Linked DNA regions of Mus musculus: region 2 is linked to region 1. Evidence: chromatin contacts called from public HiChIP or PLAC-seq data. All regions are on one chromosome and are shown on one strand. Each heading gives the region's core, a stretch centred on a gene start, on an enhancer-like site or on the middle of the called end of the contact. The rest is flanking DNA. Distances are from core to core; before and after follow the strand shown. Region 1 has its middle 7.4 kb from the start of Gm30443. Region 2 overlaps Ptpn13 (protein tyrosine phosphatase, non-receptor type 13).

Region 1 (4,413 bases), core at 822-3,321:
AATTAAGCTGATTAGCCCTGAAAGCGCTTGGCGGTTTCCACCCCCTTATCTTTCCTGATGCCAACTATTTTGAGTAAATCATTACCCCGCTCCTGCCCAAATGCCTGTTAGGTTACCTATTGCCGTTCCTTTAGAAACTCTGCATGAAACAATGTGTTGGGCACCCCCACCCCAGCTGAGTCACTCTCCACTCACTTTCCATTCTCAGTCTACCATAACCCCAGTTATTGAGACCTCCAGTACAGCCCGGCAGCCCCGCCTCCTGCGCTGGCGCTGGCGTGGTCCTCGCTGCCCACTGAGCTGCCCGCATCCACAGCGCTCCGCCTCCTTCTTCCTCTCCACCTCAACCTTTCCTGAGCAGCTGGAAGGGCTCTGTGTCCCTCCCCCATTCCCAGTCACCTCCCCACCCCACCCCGGGACTCCCTCACCCAGCCTGTGGAATTACCTTGTACAGCTCCAGGACCAGAGTCAGCAGGATGTGGCTATGACCACTTTAGAAAGTTAAGCAAAATACCACGACACTGGTGACCCTTGGAAGAAGTCTTGCTAAGCGAAATAATCTCTACGGGGGGGGGGGGGGGGGAAGAAAAATATTTGCTGTGACTCCGTCTACACTTAGAGAAAGCGCAGCAGTGGTTACCTGAGGCTGGTGGGGAGGTGAGAGGGGAGGGTTTAGTTTCACCACAGGAAGAAGACTGTTCTGGAAACAGCAAGCAACAAGGGTCACACAACAGTATAGGGTGGAATGCCGCCGAACTGCATACATAAACATGGTTAACGTGGTAAGCTTTGTTATGAGTAGTTTATCACGAAAATAGATTCAAAGCTACAGTACAGTTTAGTGCAAAGCTAACGTGGCCGCCTCCATCTGTTCTGGGATAACTCACTCTCGGGCTCAATCTCTCCCACCCCGAGCTTCCCCAATTACTCTGAGCATACCTTCACTCTTCCTTGTTCTTGGCTACTTTGTGGCCTGGCTGTGGATGTTTCTTTAAAATCGAGTGTTTGAGCAGTGGGAGCCAAGAGTTGCTAAATAAATATATTTTACCAAAGTATTGCTCCCTTCTCATGGTCCTGCTGTTTGGTTTTCCCACCTCTGTGGACTCCACACCCACAGACTCAGCCTCACGTTCTCTCTAACTAGAGATCGTGGAAACTAACCTCCCTGCTCTCTCCCTGTTCCAGGGAGGCCCGATTCGATCCCGCAGCCTGGAAGCAGGAGTCTGATACCATACAGCTCCCAAGGCTCTGCATTCATTATTACTCCACTTTCCCGCTGAATAATATTGCCTTCGTTACCTACCTCGCCAGAACGCACAAACAGTGAGATATCTTTCTGCTCTTCCCAGTGACTTCGACTGTGTACGCCATGCTTGTTTCAGATACAGTCAGGAGTTACTGGGGTATTTTAGGGATCACACTATCATTACCAATCAAGGGGGTGGTGGTGTGTTTTAGAAAAAGAAAGGAAGCCAGGGATGTGTTTGGTGGAGGCGAGGTATGGTGTGGGGGGAGGGGTGTGTCTCTTCAGGCCATGTAGAAGCATCCCTTTCTGCTGAGGGACAGGCCATGGTATAGAATAGAATAGTTTATTTAGGGCAGGGGGGGGGGGGAATTGAGAGAGTAGAGACAGAAAAAGGCAGAGAGAGAGAGAAATAGAGAGAGGGAGGAAGGGAGGAGGAGGGGGGGAGGAGGAAGAGGAAGAGGAGGGAAGTTGGGAGGGGAGGGGAGTAGAAACCGGCCATGAGCACATGGAGAGAAAGTGGGGAGAGGAAAGGGGAAAGAGGAGGAAGAGGGTACGGGATCAAAAGCAAGAGGAGAAGAGCAAGAGAGGGGGTGGGCAAGCAGCCCCTTTTATGGTGAGTCAGGCATACCTGGCTGTTACCAGGTAACTATGGGGCAGAGCCTAGAGGAAATGTCTACAGGTGGTAGTTTTTAAGTTAACCACAAAACCTCTTCAAATGCAAATGTATCACTTTTTCTTTTGTTTACCTGAGTTCTAACAAACTGTATGTGCACTGTTCTGGGAATCCATGAGTCCCAGGGCAGAAACGTCAAGATGTGTAAGACCCAGAAACGTCATCTAATGCAAATTTGAGCATGCCCGCTCACTGTACTGAAAGTGTCCACAATGACATCATCTGAGTACCATTCTTTAACCCCATGATTCACATACCTGCCCCTGAGGCAGCTTCGTAAATATCCCCAGCAAGGAAGTGCACCGTGGGCTCCCTAGACCGGGTCATACCATTGATCACCGTTTTGGAAACGAAGTGAACTCCTCCGGCCCAAATCTTCCGGGACTGGAATCCATTATGATAACACATTGGAATGCCACCGCCCAATTAAAGGAAATGCGGTTTCCTCAAAGAAACTTCTCAGAATTGGAGCAGGATGGATGTAATATGAACCCAGTGCTTCCTGTAGTATCAAAAAGCTTAGTCAAAGGGACAGGAGCACAACAGAGGAGCACAGAAGTCCACCTGAGAGGGCTTGCAGTGGCTAAGGCTGGGCTAATTAGGGTGGTAACAGAGACAGCAATTCAGTAGGTTATCAGCCGGTATTTAAATAATTACCTGTGAGCTCATAGTGTTATAAGTGAATAGGTAGGGAAAGGCAGAGTGAATTCCACTTGGTAAATTCTTGGTCTTCCAGGAAGGTGGAGGTTAATTCCCCCCGCAGGCCCCCTCCTGCTTCAGTGGCCTGTTTCCAGAGAATGTAACCAGAAGCATTGAGACTTCACTAAGAAGAAATCTGGCAAGCAACAGGGGAGACTCACATCATCAACACGAGCTTGTTGGATGCCCGTATACCTGAGAGGCTGTGAGGGAAGGTGCTTCTTTCTAGAACGTTCTAATCACAAAAAGATCAGGTATCCCCAGTTCAGAGGACTTTTCTACAAAAGACCTATCCAGCTCAGTGCCTCACAGACAAGCTAGGAACCAGGACAGACCAATGGACAGGACAACTTACCATAATGCCATGTTCCAGCTTGGGTCTTAGGATAGAAAAAAAAAAAAAAAAAAAGGTATTGCTGGGGGGTGGGGGGAGTGGCGAAAAACAAAGACAAAAACAACAACAAACCTAGTGAAATCTAGATCTGAAATTTAGTTAATTGTGACAGGGTTTCTCTGTAGAGCCCTGGCTGTCCTGGAACTCACTCTGTAGAGCAGGTTGGCCTCAAACTCAGAAATCTGCCTGCCTCTGCCTCCCAACTGCTGGGATTAAAGGCATGCGCCACCACTGCCCAGCTATGGCTTGCACACTTAAAGGACTTTTAATCCCAGCACTTGGCAGGCAGATTTCTGAGTTCCAGGACAGCCTGGTCTACTGAGTGAGTTCCAGGGCAGCCTGGGGTACACAGAGAAACCTTGTCTCAAAATACAAAACAAAACAATTAAAAAAAAAAAAAAAAAAAAAAAAAAAAAAGCATGAACTCAGAGTTCTGTGTTGCAAGGAATGTGCTCTACTCTAAACTGCGTCTTGAAAGCTCCTTGGTCTGCATGGGAACATGCTGGTCTTTGAAGATGTTGCCCTTAGAGAAGCAGTGTGGGGGCAATGTGGGAACCTCGTGTAGCAGTGCGTGAAATCCTCTGGGCAGTGTGGGACCTCTCCGTGGGGCAGTATGAGAACACTGTATTACTGCCGCAATCTTTCTGTGAGTAAAGTAATTCAAACAAAAACAACAACAAAAAATATTTTTAAGAAAATGTTTCATACCATCTGTACTTAGCTTTAGAAGTAAAATTTGGCTCCATTCCTAGAGGAGGAGTTTTCTACCCCGGGATTTATAGGGCAAAACCAGACTCGTGCCGGAACGAAAACGGGGCTCCATCTTCTTCAGGGCTGGGCTACAGCTTGGTGGTAGAGCTTATGTTCACCATGCAGAGAACATCTGTCCTGAACAGTGCTGTCGTCCCACACTGGTCATCCCACACTGGTCGTCCCACACTGGGAGTTTAAGCCTTTGCTCAGTAGCGGCCTCTGGTGAACAGGGGAGGGAAGGACTTGAAAGGCACTCCTGAGGATGGCCATCGGAAAGTTGTGCCGGAGCCAGAAGTACCAGAGAAGTGAGTTTGGTTTGTTGGTTGGTTGTGTTTGTTTTGGTTGTGTTTGATTTTTGTTTGTTTGCTTGTATGAATCCTAATATATACTACAAAATAACACCATCAAAAGAGACACGCAAAACAAAAGAAAGGAAGAAAGGCCTAGCTAGCCAAGTGATGCTTGAATAGTCCAGCAATTTACTTAAAATGGACAACTCAAACATCACTCGAAGATGCAGCTAAGTTAACAATCCATTCTTACCAACAATATACTGGCCATATGTAGTGGCACTTTAGAGGCAGAGGCAGGCAGGTCTCTGTAAGTTCAAGGCCAGCCTGGTCTACATAGAGAGACACTGGGGGAAAA
Region 2 (4,761 bases), core at 952-3,451, 130 kb after region 1:
CTCACATTTTAAGTTACTAGATTAGTCAATTTCTCCCTAGTGCCTCCTTAACAAGGTAAAGCAGTTATGCTGCTATACTATATCCTTACTTTATTTAGTGAGATTTGCAGGTTTTCAGAATTATTATTTTATACCATATCTTGTTTTTACATAAAGAACCATCTTTTATGAAAAATAACTTTTCATCCTGTAATGGGTAAATTAGGCACTTCTGTGTCCGATTGTGCAGTTGAAGACAGCAAGAACATCATTAGCATGACAGAGTGTGACTCAGAGTGACAGACTATGACAGAGTGTGATGATAATCTGGCCAGATAGGAGCAGTTGGTTTAAAAATATTGGTTTAAATTTTTAGTTTGAAAGATAATGTGTTTGGGCCAACCGCCATCTGCTTTTACCATGTGTTGTTTCCATCCCTATCCAAGGACATGTCTCCTCTTTATTCCAAAATGTAAATAAAACCAGTCACAGGCCAAGCATTGCAGCAACAACAACCACTTAGCTTTGTTGTTGTTGTTGTTGTTGTTCTTCTTCTTCTTCTTCTTCTTCTTCTTCTTCTTCTCCTCCTCCTCCTCCTCCTCCTTCTCCTTCTTCTCCTTCTTCTCCTTCTCCTTCTTTTCCCCCTTCTCCTCTTCCTCCTCCTTCTTCTTCTTTCCACAATGGTTTCTTCCTGCTTTAACATTTCTGTAACATAACTTTATAACTCTTAGACTTTTGCATTAGATGATTTATTACAAAGATCTCCCCACTTTAACATTTTTGTAACTTTATAACTCAGTCTTTTGAATTTAGTCATTTGTGACATGGATCTCATGCTGGCTTCCCACCTTGTTAGCCCAGCTTCCTCAGGTCTGTCTCCTCTCCTCATCTTTCTTCCTTCTTAGACTGTCTTTTTCTGTGGTCCCATTGGTCTCCAGCTAGACTTCAATTATGAATTGAGATCATCTTTTATAAGTAATTGCTGTGCGAAACTTTAAGTCCGTGATTATCAGCAGATAGGACTTGCAAACTTGAAGAATGAATTGCATTATCTGTAGAAACAGAACAAAATTGTGATAATCTTTTAAGTAGGTTGTTTTATTTTTCCTCTGTATTTTCTTGTTTTTTTAAAATATATGTTTATTTGTATTTTATTTGTATGAATGTGTGTCTAGTTTTATTTGAGAAATTCACACGTGACCGTTTGGCCTGTGTCACTCCTGCCTTTCCACCCCAAATTCCTGGCCTCTTCTACTGTAGTGACAGTGGCGTGTATCCAGCTACGTGTGTATGCGCTCGCACATCTTTATGTGTGTCCAGGACTGACCACAGTTTATTGGGATCCTGTCACTGGAGGAAGCTGATCCTTCCCTCCTTCATCAGCCATTGACAACCTAGAGTTCTTTATCTTGGGACAGGATTTGTGAAATTTCCTTCTGTCCATGTTGGCATGTCAACCAGTATTGTCAGGAGGCCAATATTGGTCAGGCAGCTGCATAAGTTGGGAGTTCATGGGAGTATTTTTATAATGTCTGGGGATACTGCCTAGCCCAGCACGAGCACCCTAGTTCTACAGTGCCTCTGCCCCCATTTCTATGATGTTCCCTGATCCTCACATTTAAGGGTTGCTCTGTGGATGTGTCAGTTGGGGCTGGGCACAGGCACACCCTCACCTTACACCTTAAGAAATTAAGTTTGGGAGTTTTAAAATCCCACTTATCAAAAAGATGTTATTTAAAGGATCATTAATAAAAATCTCTAAGGAAAACCCACAACTAAGTGGGGTGTGGGTGTAGTTCTGAAGCTGATACTCGAGGAAACCCAACCTTTGGAAACCCATTAAAGGATTAGAAAAAATCAAGAGCAGGTTAAGCAGCCTAAGCAGGTAGGGAAGCCACTAGTGATGTACAAGTAGGGCTGCCGAGGCACAGGGTGGCTGGATGCTGACCCAAGCAGTGGGAAATAGTGAACAGAAAATAAGGCATTGGAAGAGAGTGGTCAGGGGAAGTGTGGTGATGGGAGGAGTCTGTCTTGGTTTGGTTTGCCATCTGAGAAAAATTAGATGGTATTTCTGTCTTAATGGGAGCAGCTCAATAAAAGGGGAGAGATCCTGGCACCGTGTGTGCACAGCAGACAAGTTAAGCAAGAACAAACACATTTGGTAAAGTAAACAATGAGGGAAACTCAGATTACGTGCTGGGGCCTGGCCTCCACTGCTTGGAAGCACCATGCTTTGAGGCAAGGAAAATATCTGTACGTGGGTGGGTGGGTAGCCAGAGCCACGGGAAGGGGAGGAGGCTCGGAGTCACAGGAAGGGGCCACGGGAAGGTGCTGTTGCCTTGGTGGGAAGTGAGGGGGGTCATCAGCTCAGTGACAGTGAAAGTGGGAATTTGAAGAAGAGGAAAAGTGGACTCACTGTAGAAAGTGAGTTTACTGTTAGCACATGTTATCAAGGGAACACAGTGGCTGAGCATGAATTTGTGGTGTCTGTATCCTGCTCGAATTTTCCAAAGTTTGTTTGCTTGCCTAGAGTCAGGGTGACCAGAAAGAACGAGGACTGCTGCATTCATGTGTGGCTTGGGATCCCCGATCCTCTCAGTTCTTTTTTTTTTTTTTTAAATAGATACATATTTTGTCAGCTTCCAAGAGTATGTCTATTTTTCAGTCCATACAATTATTTTAAATTCATTAGTTTCAGGATGTGGTGTGTGTAAGAATTTCACTTACCCCTAAAGGACTGTGACATGGCCACACTTAGAGCGTTCCAGCTTAGATTAGAAGCTAGATGACCTGTCTGGGTGAGTTGTAGTGTGTTTCCTAATGTCCTGTAGTTCCAGTACCTCAGATATGGAAGCTGACCACAGCTGCAATTTACCAGCTCCATTCACAGAGATAAGAACAAACAGCTGGGGGTTTGTGTTAATTATTGATCGCATCAGCTGATAGGAATGCACTTGTCACTGTATTGTTAGGGTAAATTTGTTTTCAAATAATTAAAGCATACAGTCATTACTGAGAAGAGACAACTGATTGCTTCAAATGAATTTGTAAGTAACTTCTTGTTACTCAGAAAGATCTAGTCATATTACATAGCATATTTGCTTTCAAAGAGAAACCACAGAATATACCAGAGACAATTGTCAGAGTTTTAGGATTATTGAGGTTGTAGCTTCAAAATATTTTCTACATTTTTTTTTCTGGTACTGACTGGACAAATACCACTTTGGGTACTGAATATGTGGGTTTATATAATTGATATAGCTGGATGGACATTTTTGTTATGTCTCAAACAGAATAAATACCTAGTTTTAACTATCAAACTATAAAGATGAACCTAAATTTAGTATTGCAGCTAAGCTAGTTTTTAGTCTAAATAACAATGTAATGAAAAATTGAATTTCTTTGACAGTTTCAATGGAAATGATCTGGGTTTTAGATATACTAAAGATTTCTAAAAATATATCTGTATATAATCTTGAACTTAATAATTACATGCATTACAATTTTCTTTCTATACAGAATAGAAACAGTTTTGTTTTTCAGCTAAACATATCTATTTATAAGATCAGAATATACCAGGGCTTTTTACTTAGAAACACACATATTTAGAGGTTAAGAGCATATTTTAGGCATTATATTATCCTAAATCATTCCGTAGGTAATTGTTGTTCTACAAACGTTGCTACCATTAGCGACTTGACTTCATTTTAAAACCACATCATTTCCCTTTGACGACAGAAATACTACTCCGTAAATGTAATATATGTAAGCATCACTTGTGTCTTAGGTATTGTGATGCAGTATAGCTCAGCGGCTGAGTTATTGCATGGAGTGTCTCTGGCTTGGGTTCCACCTCAGTATGTGTTCAGCGGCCATGTTTCCACCCTTGGCATCCCTGAGGTCACCTGTCTCCCATCCTCCACTGCGTCCGTCACTTGGGGAGCTGGCAGCACTTCCGTTCTCAGCAGTGGGTTACATGCTAGCTGATTCTCTAAAGATTCTGCGCCTACATGATAGATTCTTATCATTCCAGGAAGAAGCTCCACTTCAGACGCACTAGACACACACGAGGCTCCACTCTCTCAGCAGACCTTTCTTAACAAAGGGCTTAGTAAGTCTATGGGATTTCTGTCCATCAGAGACACACGAGATGAGGAAGACTATCTCAAGGATACTCCATCTGATAATAATTCCAGGCATGAAGATTCTGAGACTTTCTCTTCCCCTTACCAGTTCAAAACTAGTACTCCACAGATGGATGCACTCTCCAAGAAGAAGACATGGGCTTCCTCCATGGACTTGCTCTGTGCAGCTAACAGAGACATTTCTGGAGAGACGGGCAGGTACCAACGCTGTGACCCTGAGACAGTGACAGGACGGACGTCCATCACTCCTAGAAAAAAAGAAGGAAGGTACTCTGATGGAAGCATTGCCTTGGATATCTTTGGCCCTCAGAAGGTGGAGCCGGTGATCCACACCCGAGAACTGCCGACCTCCACCGCGGTATCAAGCGCTTTGGACCGAATTCGAGAGAGACAAAAGAAACTTCAGGTTCTGAGAGAAGCCATGAATGTAGAAGGTTAGTGATTCTCTGTTTGTCTGAGAGATAAATGAATTAAAATATTAAACCATTTCAGCAGTCTAATTTCCATGGCCATCTGGGTCGCATTGACTCCTGCCCACTTCTGTTCACTCTCTGATTAAAACTCTTATCAGAGTGCTACAGAACCCTGCGGCAGGATGCTCCCAGGCACCTCTCTGCACTTTTAAATCTGAGCTCTT

What was found. HiChIP or PLAC-seq counts read pairs in DNA pulled down with a chosen protein or histone mark.
Region 2: an HNF4G HiChIP or PLAC-seq map of pancreatic cancer cells shows a contact between it and region 1. The contact joins two enhancer-like sites. A contact is called at or near these places in 1 of 484 Hi-C or Micro-C datasets (cortical neurons), 7 of 115 datasets of contacts at active chromatin or transcription factors (the SCID.adh cell line, a beta-TC-6 cell line, embryonic stem cells and 4 more) and 1 of 9 other capture datasets (embryonic stem cells).

The regions. Positions count from the first base shown.
Region 1 is chr5:103,365,215-103,369,627 of GRCm38.p6, forward strand. No RefSeq gene overlaps it. Among named protein-coding and RNA genes, the nearest start is that of Gm30443, 7.4 kb to the left of the region's middle. Within about 2 kb of position 2,072, at least 53 of the 459 cell types and tissues checked have an H3K27ac peak or open chromatin away from gene starts, as enhancers often do. A contact at or near this core is called in pancreatic cancer cells, where this site is marked.
Region 2 is chr5:103,497,355-103,502,115 of GRCm38.p6, forward strand. It overlaps Ptpn13 (protein tyrosine phosphatase, non-receptor type 13), which reads left to right. Exons shown (of 48, transcript NM_011204.2): 7 at 4,013-4,558. Among named protein-coding and RNA genes, the nearest start is that of Ptpn13, 75 kb to the left of the region's middle. Within about 2 kb of position 2,202, at least 17 of the 459 cell types and tissues checked have an H3K27ac peak or open chromatin away from gene starts, as enhancers often do. A contact at or near this core is called in pancreatic cancer cells, where this site is marked.